2 separate regions of the Mus musculus genome follow, and region 2 is linked to region 1. A link is a contact called in public HiChIP or PLAC-seq data. All regions are on one chromosome and are shown on one strand. The core of a region is the stretch at or near the end of the contact, and the rest is flanking DNA. Distances in the headings are between cores, read along the strand shown. Region 1 overlaps Gm42266 (a long non-coding RNA gene). Region 2 overlaps Bach2 (BTB and CNC homology, basic leucine zipper transcription factor 2).

What was found. HiChIP or PLAC-seq counts read pairs in DNA pulled down with a chosen protein or histone mark.
Region 2: a contact with region 1 is called in a Foxp3 HiChIP or PLAC-seq map of regulatory T cells, with 4 times the contacts expected there. The contact joins two enhancer-like sites. A contact is called at or near these places in 9 of 115 datasets of contacts at active chromatin or transcription factors (embryonic basal ganglia, embryonic stem cells, epiblast stem cells and 3 more) and 1 of 9 other capture datasets (embryonic stem cells).

What each region holds. Positions count from the first base shown.
Region 1 is chr4:32,161,585-32,167,875 of GRCm38.p6, reverse strand. It overlaps Gm42266 (a long non-coding RNA gene), which reads left to right. Exons shown (of 3, transcript XR_881176.2): 2 at 2,385-2,456; 3 at 5,172-6,291. Among named protein-coding and RNA genes, the nearest start is that of Gm52717, 3.8 kb to the right of the region's middle. Within about 2 kb of position 2,750, at least 67 of the 459 cell types and tissues checked have an H3K27ac peak or open chromatin away from gene starts, as enhancers often do. A contact at or near this core is called in regulatory T cells, where this site is marked.
Region 2 is chr4:32,479,891-32,486,181 of GRCm38.p6, reverse strand. The region is part of intron 1 of Bach2 (BTB and CNC homology, basic leucine zipper transcription factor 2); the gene reads right to left. Among named protein-coding and RNA genes, the nearest start is that of Bach2, 66 kb to the right of the region's middle. Within about 2 kb of position 3,066, at least 43 of the 459 cell types and tissues checked have an H3K27ac peak or open chromatin away from gene starts, as enhancers often do. A contact at or near this core is called in regulatory T cells, where this site is marked.

The DNA of each region.
Region 1 (6,291 bases), core at 1,501-4,000:
AACCCAGTTTGTCAATTTCTTACAATGTCTGATACATACGGTTCAAGTCCTATGGATGGTCACAGATATTTTCTTTGTAATTGTCCTAACCTGGATGTGACCCCAACATATACCAGCTGGCCAACAGACAAACTATACGAACCCTAGAATATTACGTTGTGATAAAAATAAACTCAAAGATGCAACCATATAGATGGGTTCCTAATGTCACCATTAACACACACATACAAAAAAAGCTAAAACAACACCCACAATTCAAATACTATGTGATCCCATTCAGAGGCAGCAAAGCCAGGAGACACAAGGAAGGCAGTTATTTGGCTTTCTGCGGTTATGAGACTGGAAGGGCAGGGACCTCGTCCTGAAAGCTACAGCTGATGTTAGAGATGCGGAGGCCCTCACACCTGCATGCATGCGGCCATTTGCTCTGAGCCCGAGTGCCCTGAGAAAAACACAAAGCAACGTTTGGAAGTGGTGGAATTGTTCTGTCGTCTGGCCGTCACATGACTACGTGTTTGTCAAAACTCATTGAACTGTACACTCTAAACTGAACTTCAATAAAAAGAGAACAATAATGTGTCTGGTGTCTTTGTAGCCCAGCGGTGTCTGAGACAATTATGGCTTTTTAGGTCTAGAACTAATAAGGTGCTTTGAACTCAGCCCCCGTTACTTGGCCCAATGTGTGATGTACAGTGAGTGGTTTGAGTTGTTTTTTAACCTGACATCTCAAAACTGGAGCTGTCCCTTCAAGTGGATGATGTGAAGCTGGGCATGGCACCTCACACCTACGGTCCCAGCACTTGGGACTTTAATATTAGTTAGGATTTCCAGAAGTCTCTTTTTAGTGACTGAGGTAACCCTAGTTACTCCTTCACTGGGGAACAAACCTCAGCCACATCTTGTTTTCCTTGATGCTAGCCCAGCCCACCTAACTAACTCCGAATCTGCTAAGGATGGATGCACGCGGAATGCAGTTGCTCATCAAAGTATGGTCCTCACCCTGGAGAAGCTTCTTAGAAATGCAAAAAGTCACATCCATCCATCCACAGACTGACGGGACAGAAGCAAGCTTGTTAAGATGCCCAGGCACTTAACTAGACCACATCTCTTGTAACCCCTGGGGCTGGAGAGATGGTTCAGCCATTAAGAAGGTGGAGTGCTCTTGCACTCCTGGTGGCTTACAACCGTCTGTAACTCTAGCTCCAGGAGGTGCCTCTGTGAGTGTATCCACACACGTAAATACAATTGAGAAAAGATTAAAAACTGTTTCTTGTGATCCTGGAGCCATTGCTTCTCCTTCTATAGATGCTGTGCACACTTCCTGAACTAAGCCTTGTGCTGGGATCTTCTGTGATCCTCCGAAGGTCAGGCGTTTGAGCCCTTCTCTCAGAGTGAGCCCTTGGACTCCTGAACAGGTTTCTTCTTAGCGCTTCCCCGGTGTTTACTTCCCTCGTGCTGTTCACTAAGCATCTTTGTAAAGAAGAGGAAGAAATGGCAGGCACCCGAGCGGTTTCTGCACACAGCCAGAAAGGGTTTGAATGGAAAGCCTGCTCTGCAGCACAGTTTACTTTATAAACCTTAAGTGAAAACACTAAATGTCCTTCCTGTCACCCTGGAAGTGGCTTTCACGTGGCCCAGGTACAAAGACATTTTTGTAAGCCTTTCAAAGCACCTGTTGTTTCGTTCCTCCTGGTTCCTATGTGAGTGACTGTATTTACTCGCTGGGCTGTGCCCTGAGTACTTAATGGTTGAGGGTCTCGTTCTTCCAAGTTTTGGCTGGCATCTAAGCTCAGCCTGGTCTCCCTTACACAGAGCAGAAGAACCCAGGCAAAAGCTGCCAGTGTCTGAAACAGTGCTCTCTCCCACTCCCCGACAGCTCCCACAATAGGAGAGCAGGGAGAGAGAGGACTTGAGAACAGGGGTCAGGAGACAAGCCATCTGACCTTTCTGCCCTGGACAGGGAAATCAGACTAGATGGTACATGAGGTCACTGCCAGGATTAAGCCAAGGGAGGGAAAGCTGGGAGGCCCGTGGAGCCGTGGTAACCTCTGGTTCATGATCACCTTCCTCTGTGGAGTCTTAAGTCTTCTTGAAGTGGGCAGAGGCACCCTGCAGATTATAATTTCAGAGTAAAAATTGAAAAGGAAAGGGAAGGGAAGGGAAGGGAAGGGAAGGGAAGGAAAGGAAAGGAAAGGAAAGGAAAGGAAAGGAAAGGAAAGGAAAGGAAAGGAAAGGAAAGGAAAGGAAAGGAGGAAAGGAAGCTGAGTCACACAAGCTGCCTATGCTTTCTCAGAGTCCTTGGTAACTACAGATGCCCTATATTTCTTCTGTTTTGTTTTGTTTCTTACAGTTTTATTGTTCTGTATACAACCCTCATGTTCCAGGTTCTCCTGTGTGGATGTTGCTGGTCCCAGCTGGTGGCCCCAGAGGGTCGAGATGGAGAGGCTGTGTGTAAGGTAAGAGTGCAGAATGGGATGAGTCCCGCATCCTCTCATGTCTGCCGCCACAGGAAGGAACTTTACATACCATCTGGGACACGGCAGGCAGGCCGGTCGGCCTCTAATATTTTGCCAGCATTAGTCGAACCTTCTCAAATCTTTGGTGCTATAGAAGAGAAAGCACTCACTCACCTGGAGTTTACACAAACAGCTCTGTTCTGCATGGATAAAAATGCAAAGGTGTCAAGGGCAGTTAGGTAGAGTCTGAGCAGGAGAGAAAACAGCTGCTTCCTCTCAGCCGGCTTCTTATAGTCAAAACACCCAGGGAGGAAGACTAAGAAAGTCACTTGTGTTGTGGTTGAGAGTGTGGGCATCAAGCTGTGTTTGCATTCCGTCCTGCCAGTTACTAACCCTGTAACTCTGAGAAAGAGTTCCCAGGCCGGTTTCCTCTTCTCTGAAATTTGGACAAGACTGGAAGCAGCTCTGCAGGTGGTCATGAGAGTTCAGTGAGCTAATATGTACCAAGGGCCCTGTGGTAGGGATTCAAGACGCCTCGCTGATTATCATGACTACGATTAGTGACACGGAAGGAGTGTGCAAGCACTTTACTTTTCTTTGCTCCGAACCTACTTCTGTGTCGATGAGGTCAAACCCACCATGTAAAGGTTACAGATCGTCATCAGCTGAGATGCGGCAGCATCCGGACCAACGGGTGAGCCTGAACCCAGGCCAAGCCTTAACAAGAAAGCAAGGGAAAGGCTAACACAAACAACTCAGGACAGGACCAGTAGTTTGATCTAACGTAATGCACAAAATCCCACAGGCGACACATGGCCAAGAGACCTCTTTCTCGAAACCCAGAGGGGACTCAATCAACCTCAGAACACACAAGTTGTATAGTCACAGGAAGGACAACTTTCCATGGCAGAACTACGTACATGTGGACTGTGGCTTACATTAGTCCCCAGGGTGTAGTGTGTGAGTCAGGTCCCCTCCTCCATCCTAACTGTGCCGACTGATAGATCCCAGAATTAAGAATACAAACTTCAGGGTGTGGGGAATTTCCAACGCTCTGTACCTGGCAGAGTTTAGCCTCTGATGTGGTTTCATTTTTTCCTGGTGTGTATCTCATCAGGTATTTGTGGTAGTTCGAATGAGGACACCTCCCCCATAGGCACAGGTATACGAACACTTGGTTCCCGCTTGGTGGCACTGTTTGGGGGAAGTTATTGGAACCTTTAAGAGGTGGAGCCTTGCTGGAGGAAGCTGTCTCCCTACCCTCAGCCACTTCTGTTTTGTTGGTTCGCTCCGTGTTTGCAGAGGCAGGTGAGATCACTCAGCTTCCTGCCCCAACTGCCCGCTCCCTGCCCCCGCCCCTCAGGAACCATCCACCACAATAAACTACATCCGTAACTCCTTTTTTGTCGGAGTGTTTTATATAGGCTTGATCGCTGTTGTAGCATCACCAATGCCATTCTTCCTGTCCATCAGGCAAGCTGAGAACGCTCTGGATGTCCGATGGGAGAGCCCAGGGAAGTAGCGGTGGGCTCTGGAGAGATTGGGTAGGATCATTCCGTTCTGTACTTTTGCAAGTTCTGCCTTTACCTACATCCTACCCTCTCCTACCCCAACACAGACCTCCCAGGTTCTAATCTTCAACTGCCCATACAAACAAAACTCTTTTTTTCACTATAACGAAGCTGCTTCTTGGACCACACATGGGAACCAATTCTATTTCTTCACCGTCATCTACCATTTTTCTTCTAAAACATTTTTCCAAGTCCACCCTGTTATAAATGGGTCTGAATTTAGGAAACTTTACCAGGTCATATTCCCTAGGGAGAAATAAAAACTCTCTGCAGTTAAAGAGACAAAAGGGTATGGTTTCGGTCCATGAGCCAGAGTGAAGGTTTGACAGTTCTTTGGCAGAGCCTTTCATTCTGAATAAAGGGCAATGGTCTGCTAGGATAATGCCAGTGGTTGAAGTTTAGAATGTGGCTCGTTGTGAGTTTTATAGCGTACCTGCTGGGTTCTGATCCCCATATATTGGCTGCATAACTTTGGGCAAGTAGCTTGGCCTTCCTGCATCTTAATGGATCCATCTGAGATCTGGCAAAGTTGTGGTGGTGATGATGATAATGATGGTGATGGTGGTGGTGATGATGGTGGTGGTAATGAGATGATAGTGATGATGGTGGTGACGATGATGATGGTAAGAATGAAGTAACCTTCGACTGAACCCCGAGACTATTGTTTTCTCACTGTTACCCTTCTTCTGAGAACACCCCTGTACTTGAGCCTAGCTGGAATATTGCCTGGGAGTCCTCCACAGCCCTGAACAAGGGTCTTCCTCAGCTGCGGCACTGTCCTCTGGCTGTGTGCTGACTTCTTTCCTCCATCCCTCCCCCGAGCCACGTTCTTCTTTCTCTTCCTCTTTCTTTTATATAGCTATCTTGACTACTTCTTTCTATAACTAGGGAAGGCTTCCTGATGAATTTGATGCAGCTCTTTCTAATCACACAGGCCCGATGTTTGATAAGTGTGGCTGTTTCAGGAGAACACGTGTTCTGGTTGTCAAGGGGGTAATCGTGGGTTTGTGCGGTGCGTGCATATTTTCATCTCAGAAGTATTAGTATGCAACTTGAAAAAAATGTGTTTCGGGGGAATAAAGCTCTTTTGAAGAAAATTATCATTTGAAAACATTCTACTTCTAGTTTCTTTTTTTTTTTTCAGGAAGAAGACAACGTTTGAAATTTGAGAATCGTTTGAAAGTTAAACCCAGAACAAAAGTAATTTTCAGTAAGATGCTCGTGACATAAACCGCATCACTATAAATTCATTGTGGAGTTTGTCTCCTGGGTAGGAGTCCACAGAGCTAAAATTAGAACTGGTCTCCCGCCTTTCCCCAGAGATTGGAACAATGTGTCAAAGCAGTGGAACTCACGGCTTGACAGTCAGGTGGCCACGAGGCTAATTGCTGGCATACAGGGTGGTAAGGCCAATCAAGCTTTGGAAAGGAAAAGATCTGTGGCTGTCCTCACCAGGGCTGTGCCCCACCTCCCACCCGCCTCCACCCCTGCCTGTCCTCTCTCATCTCAGTTAGAGTTTTTTGTACTTCCCCGGTTTACATTAGGTGAAATGATGACCTGTGTTCAATTTTTAGAAGAAGATTACATAGGAAGGTCCTGGGGGGAGGGGTGTCTCTTCTTTTGTAATTACTCTTTGTGCATTTTGTCAAACCAGTGCTGGACTGGGAATGATTGACAGCCTTGCCCCCCCGCCCTTCCCCCAGATGTCTGAGTGGGAAAATGTGTGTTTGTGTGTTTCTAAGTCTGGATGGAATTCAGCAGTAGAGAGTCCCAGGGGAACACCTTCATTAGTGGCTCAGACTCACTCCCTGACATTAACCTGGATGGCATATTAAAAATCCACTTTAACCAATGTGTCGTGAAATGGAGTTGGACAAGAGCACCCCCACCCCCACAACTCTGATTATTCTCTACTCCTGAATTTCACGGAAGGCAGTGATAGATGAGGAATGCCAGGCTCTCTGTGATGATTGCTTACAAAGAGAAGAGCGCTGCATCCTGGTAACATTGCGATGTCTGGGACAATACAGAGCAAGGCGCAGTTTGTTCTTCTCCATGGAGTATCAGAGCCGCTGGCTGATTTTGTAACCACACTAAGAAAAGACCAGCTTCCTGGTTAGCAGCGACATTGTTGCCTTGAGTGGGGCAGAGTAAAGAAAGGGACGGAGAGGTTTTGTCTCAGCCTTGACGAATAGGTTCATTCAGAAGTCCGTGTACCCCGTGAGGGCTAGTTCCATGATAGTTCTAGCTTTATAGACTACATA
Region 2 (6,291 bases), core at 1,817-4,316, 320 kb before region 1:
TGCAAACTCTTTCTAAGCACATCAAACTTCTCACTGAAAGTAGAAAGCTTCAGTCTTTCCTAATGCAAACATTGAGTGCTTAATGTCCCTAGTGCCTTAGAGAGCTAGAGGGAGGGCCTGGCGTGGATCAGCTAAAAGGTTTCTCTGATTTACTTCCTCAAAGCCCCCATCTGTCTGCCTCCTGCTTAGCGCCAAGGGAACTGAAATTTAAGGGCACTGCTAAGACTGGAGCTATTGCAATTGTATCATCAAGTCCTTCAGAGTTCTCAAAGGTTTCCTAGTTCAGTATAAAAGTCCATTTTCCTTGACCTTTCAGGAGGAACTTGGATTCACTAGCACCTTTGCGACAATGGTTTTTTTTACTTTCACAGTTGAGAAGTACACCCAGATTTGAACACAGAGCAGTCACGAGAAGCTCTGCATCTGTGGTGGTTGTTTCATTTATTCATTTGCACAGATGAAAATTAAAAAAAAAAAAAGATCTAAACTCCAAAGTATCCAATGAGAAAATGGCGACTCATTCTAACTTTTCATATTTAAAATAATCTGAGTGAAGAAGCAGAAGCTGACAAAGACACTGATCTGGAAAATATAATATGATGCTAGGGCAAACTGTAATGAATCTGGCTAAAGATAATAAAGTATTAAAGACAGTCCATAACCACCAGCTTGGAAAGAAGTAGAAAATCTGACAATATTAAATTTAATATTGTTGCTGAAGCAACAGGAGTTCTTGCTTGTTGATGAGACTTGTCTTAGTATCTCTAGAAACAACTTGCATTATCTAGCGAGGTTGAAGGCATGCATGGGTTATCCCCTGCAATTCCATTCTTAGGTTACAGTAGAGATTCTCCCAGGTTCCAAAGTGGAACACTGAATAAGGATATTCACGGCAGCATTATTTATAATAACCCTCTAGTAGAAACAATGCAATGCCTGTCAGTAGCACTGAGGTATACAGTATTTATTTATTTATACATGGAATAACAGCGAATTAGAGCCATATGTAGCATGCAGATTGACGTCACAAACCTAACACTGAATGTCAGTCCACAGAAGCAATGTAAAAATTGCAATATAATATATATATAATTATAATAGACATAAAACATGATACCACAATTCTATTATTGTACTAAAAATGAACAAATCATAAACACCTATGATACACAGTATTACTGAGTAAAGTTATCTGTATTCCCAACTGATTCACATATTGAAGCCCTAGGATCACCAGGACCCCAGCATCTGTCCCACTGTAAGTTATTTTCAGAGATCCCATGCTTTCCTCTCTCACAAAAGCCAATCAGTTTCTGCATCTCCATTTTCTTATTTGTAGCAAGAAGAAACAGGTGAACTCAAAGTATTCCTAGTTAGAATATCTGTGTTTCTATGAAAGTATTACTTTTGGAAAAGTCTTTTAACAAGCTTTTTTATTTTTTTTTTCTCGTTTTTTTTTGGTTTTTTTCTAGACAGGGTTTCTCTGTATAGGCCTGGCTGTTCTGGAACTCACTTTGTAAACCAGGCTGGCCTCAAACTCAGAAATCCACCTGCCTCTGCCTCCTGAGTGCTGGGATTAAAAGCACCACGCCCCGGCTCGAAGCAAGCATTTCTAACCACAGTTCTTAAAAGAAAGGTTGATGTATCAACAACAATGTAACTGGTTGGATGGAAAATGCTACTATGTATCTGGAGCGAGCTGAAGAGAGAAAGATTCTCAGTAACGCTGTGACCCTCCCCGTCTATAAACAAGTCAGTCCAAAGAAAAGGTGACTCAGAAGCCAATTTCACATCTAGCAAAGCACAAAGCTCAGTAGGACGGAGGAACACGTCTTCCCACCTCAATCCGCTCTGGGAGGCAGGCTGGACTCAGTGCTTCACCTAAGAGGTGCTGCTTCTCTCTTCCTTCTGTAGTTACCCCAGGTGAAGTGATGCTGCTTAGGAGGCAGGGAGAAGGCCACAGCTTGAACTGAACAGTAAGATGGGGCGTAAACTACCACTCTCAAATGAATGCAGCATTGAAATTGGCCTGTGGCCGGGAATGGTGGCGCACGCTTTTAATCCCAGCACTCGGGAGGCAGAGGCAGGCGGATTTCTGAGTTCAAGGCCAGCCTGGTCTACAGAGTGAGTTCCAGGACAGCCAGGGCTACACAGAGAAACCTTGTCTCGAAAAAACAAAAACAAAAACAAAAAAAGAAAGAAAGAAACAAAGAAAGGAAGAAAGAGAGAGAAAGAAATTGTCATGTGAAAGAGTCTTTATGCCAGGCAGTCCAACATGAGTGGTCGCAGTCAGTGATGGCTGGGGCAACAGAGGACAATGGAGGGAGAGGACTGTGGAACTGGGAAGGGACACAACAGGGCAAGCGGCTGTCTACCTTGTTCTTCTGTTCTGATGGCGTGCCTTCTCTCTCTCTCTCTCTCTCTCTCTCTCTCTCTCTCTCTCTCTCCATCTCTCTTTCCCTCCCTCCTCCTCTGTTGTTCTTTTGTGGCAAAGCTGCCTCCCTCCCCCCCACCCCACCAATCTGAGGGCACAGGTGACACTGTCTATTCTTCTGGGTCAGGCCATTTTCTGCTATTGGTCACCTTTCTTTTCCAAATTGTCACATTCGGTTTGTCTCTGGTGTCACTTCTTCCATCTCCATTTATATTCATTTCTCATAGCTCATTTTCTGCTTCCCATTAGCAGCTGCCTCTTAGAGGACAGAGAAATGTCATCTCTTTTCTACATTTTTCTTTATCAGGGCATCTGTGTGAATATTCTCTCTCAATGTCCCCTTCTACCACAGACTATTCCCCCGGAGCTTCCCACTGTTAACGTGAGAAGAATCTGAGAACAGTGGTTAGGAAGCTAAATGAGGGTGCTGAGGCCTGTTTACTTCATTAAGGTTCCTTCAGGGAAAATTCGAGGATGGGAAACTGAGAGATAAGGGTTAATACTAAAAGAATAAAAGATCCATTTGACTCAGAGCAATCTTCAGTCTTGCCTGGATTCTATCAGACACCCTTCTCCATGGGGAAATCATTACAGAGAAATGACATGCAAAGTGCACCATAAAGCGTCTGAGTCAAACCAGAGGGAGGCTGACTCAACGGATCACTTTACATTTTAATAGAAGGCGCTGCAGACCTGTACTGAGCGCTGGGCTCAACTGGGGCTCACTTCTCCTCCCCAGACCGACCCCATCGGGTGGGAGGGGAGTTCCCAGAATCTGGCAGAAATTATTCTGTCTCAAAAAAAGAACCGAGTCAAAAAAAACTCACAACAGAATCAAAGATTAAGAAAAGACAACAGAGAGTCAAATGTGGAAAAGGGGCACTGTAATTCTAATTCTGCCTAATTTTAGCTTCATCATGATTGTCAGCCCTAAGATAGAAGAGAGAAACTAAACTCAGTTCTAAGAGGGCTTTAGATGTGTCGGGGAGCCAGATATTGGAGAAGAGGAGAGAAAATAAAGGGGAGGGACCAGGACAGCGTCGAGAGCAGAACACTCATATGCTATAATTAAAAATAATTTTGTTTTTATTGAGTCTGTTTCAAGTGATTTGCTATGGTAATTAACAAAAGTTTAGGCATCAGGCAAGTGACAATACTAGACTGAAGTTTGCATGCGGATTTCAGAGGCAGTATTAGCAATGTCACTGTGGCTAGCACAGGTTAGTATCGCCTACATGTGCTACTACGTGAAACTTCCCAAAGGGAGATCCGACTGGCTATGATTAGGATGCCCGAGACTGCATCACTGAAGCTAAGCCCTGCTTTGTGTGCAGGTCCACCTCCAGACACACAGTCAGGGGAAAGGTCTGCCTTACACAAAGAGCATCTGCGGCTAGGTGACTCTTCACTCTTATGATTGCTGCTGATGCTCTCCCAGGCTCCCAAGAGGGCACATAGCTTACAGGGCGAAACAAAGCAGAGTCACAGTTGCAAAGGCTGCAGAAATACAGGTTCTTCACATCTTTGTTCTGATGTAACTGATAAATACTATTAGTGTGTATGGCGTGTGAGCATGCGTGTAAGCATGTGGGAGTCAATGGACAACCTTCATGTGAGCATGCGTGTGAGCATGTGGAAGCCAATGGACAACCTTCGAGAATCAGTTCCCTCTTTCCTTTGTGGGATCACGAGTTTAATGGGTCCTCAGGTTTGCAAGGCAAGTTCATTTCCTGCTGAACCACCCCTTTGGCCCACGAGGAGGTTCTGAACAAATGAGAACTTGTCCCCACCCCCACCCCCCACCCCCAACCCATTGGGTCCTGTGGATCCGTGTTGTTCTGAAACATCTTCTCTGCAGGAATGCAAGCAGGATGGAAGAGGCTCAGACTGCACCTGACTCCCCTGGTAACTAAGGAAATAAAAGCACAGCATACCAAACCAGGCAGCAGCGAATCAAAGCTCAGGTATTCTGAGAAAGGCTTGTGGATTTCTACAGATGTCTGCCTCCCTTACTTCCTTTCTCTGTTCTACTTAAAAGTGATTAAACTCCCAAGGTGAGGATGGGCCAGCAGTTTGTTAATCTCACATTCAGTAATACAAGGACTTGGACCATCTGCCGCCGTACTGGAGGCCAACCGAGGAGGGAGGAGATTAGCAGAGGCGAAAGTCTCTCCAAAGAGCACGGGAAAAGCAGAGGTCAGCAAAGCGGGGGTGGGGAAACCGTGGGCGTGGAGCGTTCCGTGGCAGCATCTTCGAGTAGGGATTACCAAATGTGACACAGATGCTTCACCACCCAGAGCATGCTATTGGAATAAAGCTGCCGTGCCGCAGAACTCACACGTTTCTGCCTTACAGAGTGTCTTCTGGGTAACGCAAACTGTATCAAAGAAAGGACCCTTTAGAAATATTTATGTTTACGTGTGTTTGCTTACATGAATTTATGTGCACCTTGCTCACGGGGGTAACGTTTGATGCCCCTGGAACTGCAGTTACAACCAGTTATGAGCACCTGAGGTGGGTCCTGGGAATCAAACCCAAGATCCTCTGCGAGAGCAGTGACTGCTCTTAGCCAGTGAGCCATCTTCCTAGCCCTATTCTCTTACCCTTTACAAAAAGTCAAAATTTGCTCTGTTCCAGGGGTAGAAAATACTCTTTTTCCTGAACGGTCAGGAATGAGTAACTCAAAACTGTTTGGGTGGGCTGGCAGTAAGAGGCGGCTTAGTTTCCTGAGTCCACACAGCACCCACTTGCCGGTTCTCCTTCCTTCCCTACACAGACGGTTACCATTTGATTCCTGCTTGTCTAATTCTTAGATGACAGATGCTGGCACATTAATTGGCTTCTGTAACACTTGTTCTCTCTAACAATAGAGTATTTAGGATGCTACTTACTTTTGTAGTAAGTGCTCAAATAAACACTAATTTTTTCTTTGTGGTACTGGGATCCGATGCTAGGCAACTGCCCCATCACTGAGCTACATCTTCCGTCCCAAACTATCATCATGAGAAACAATTATTTGCACAGTGCATACGTTTGTAATTCTGTACACACGGAGGACTTCTCATATGGAGGTCGATGGAGATCATATGAAGAACAAAAGGCATTTGTTTCATTTGCTTGCATTTTTCGCTTTAACGTGGGTAAAAGCCAATTTGCTTAAGGCTGCAAGGATGGCACAAAGTGTGGGCTCCCATGCTTCTTGGCAGCTGTGGCCATGACATCACTATAGCCTGCCTTCCACAGCGTCCCCCTGGGACCATGAAGGTCACAGAAGGCAATGGATCTAAGAGTGAGCACTCTGAATGAACCACTCAGGAACCACACTCATCACGGATTGGCTAAATCTACACAATTAGACCAAGAAAGTCTTCTCTTATGGACATGTAACTCCTGATCTACTTCTCTCTGATGTTAAAGGGAGTGCCTGGTAGTTGGGGAACTCTCGCAGATGGTTATCTAATAACGTTTCCTAAGACATTCACCCCTTCCTATTTGTTACACGCACGTGCCTTGCATATTCCTCTCTGGGACAGACTTCCCCTGCTTTCCCTCCACTGCATTTATATACATCTGACTCTTCTTTCATGAGTAGAGATGTGTGTGCTTTCTCTGGGGCCTGCCTGCCTGAATCTGAATGCTGATCAGGCTGTCATCTCAGAAAACCATGGAAACTCTGGGTAAGGGTGTCTCATCTGCATTCAGATGCCATTCAGAGGGAAGGACTTAACACACAAGCATGCACGGCGCCTGGACATGGACCTGAGCAGGAATGCAGCGCTCACTAAGTACAGCTTGCACATGCCGTAGAGGAACGCAATGGTGATGGGCGCAGGCTGGAGCCAGACTGCTTGGATTTC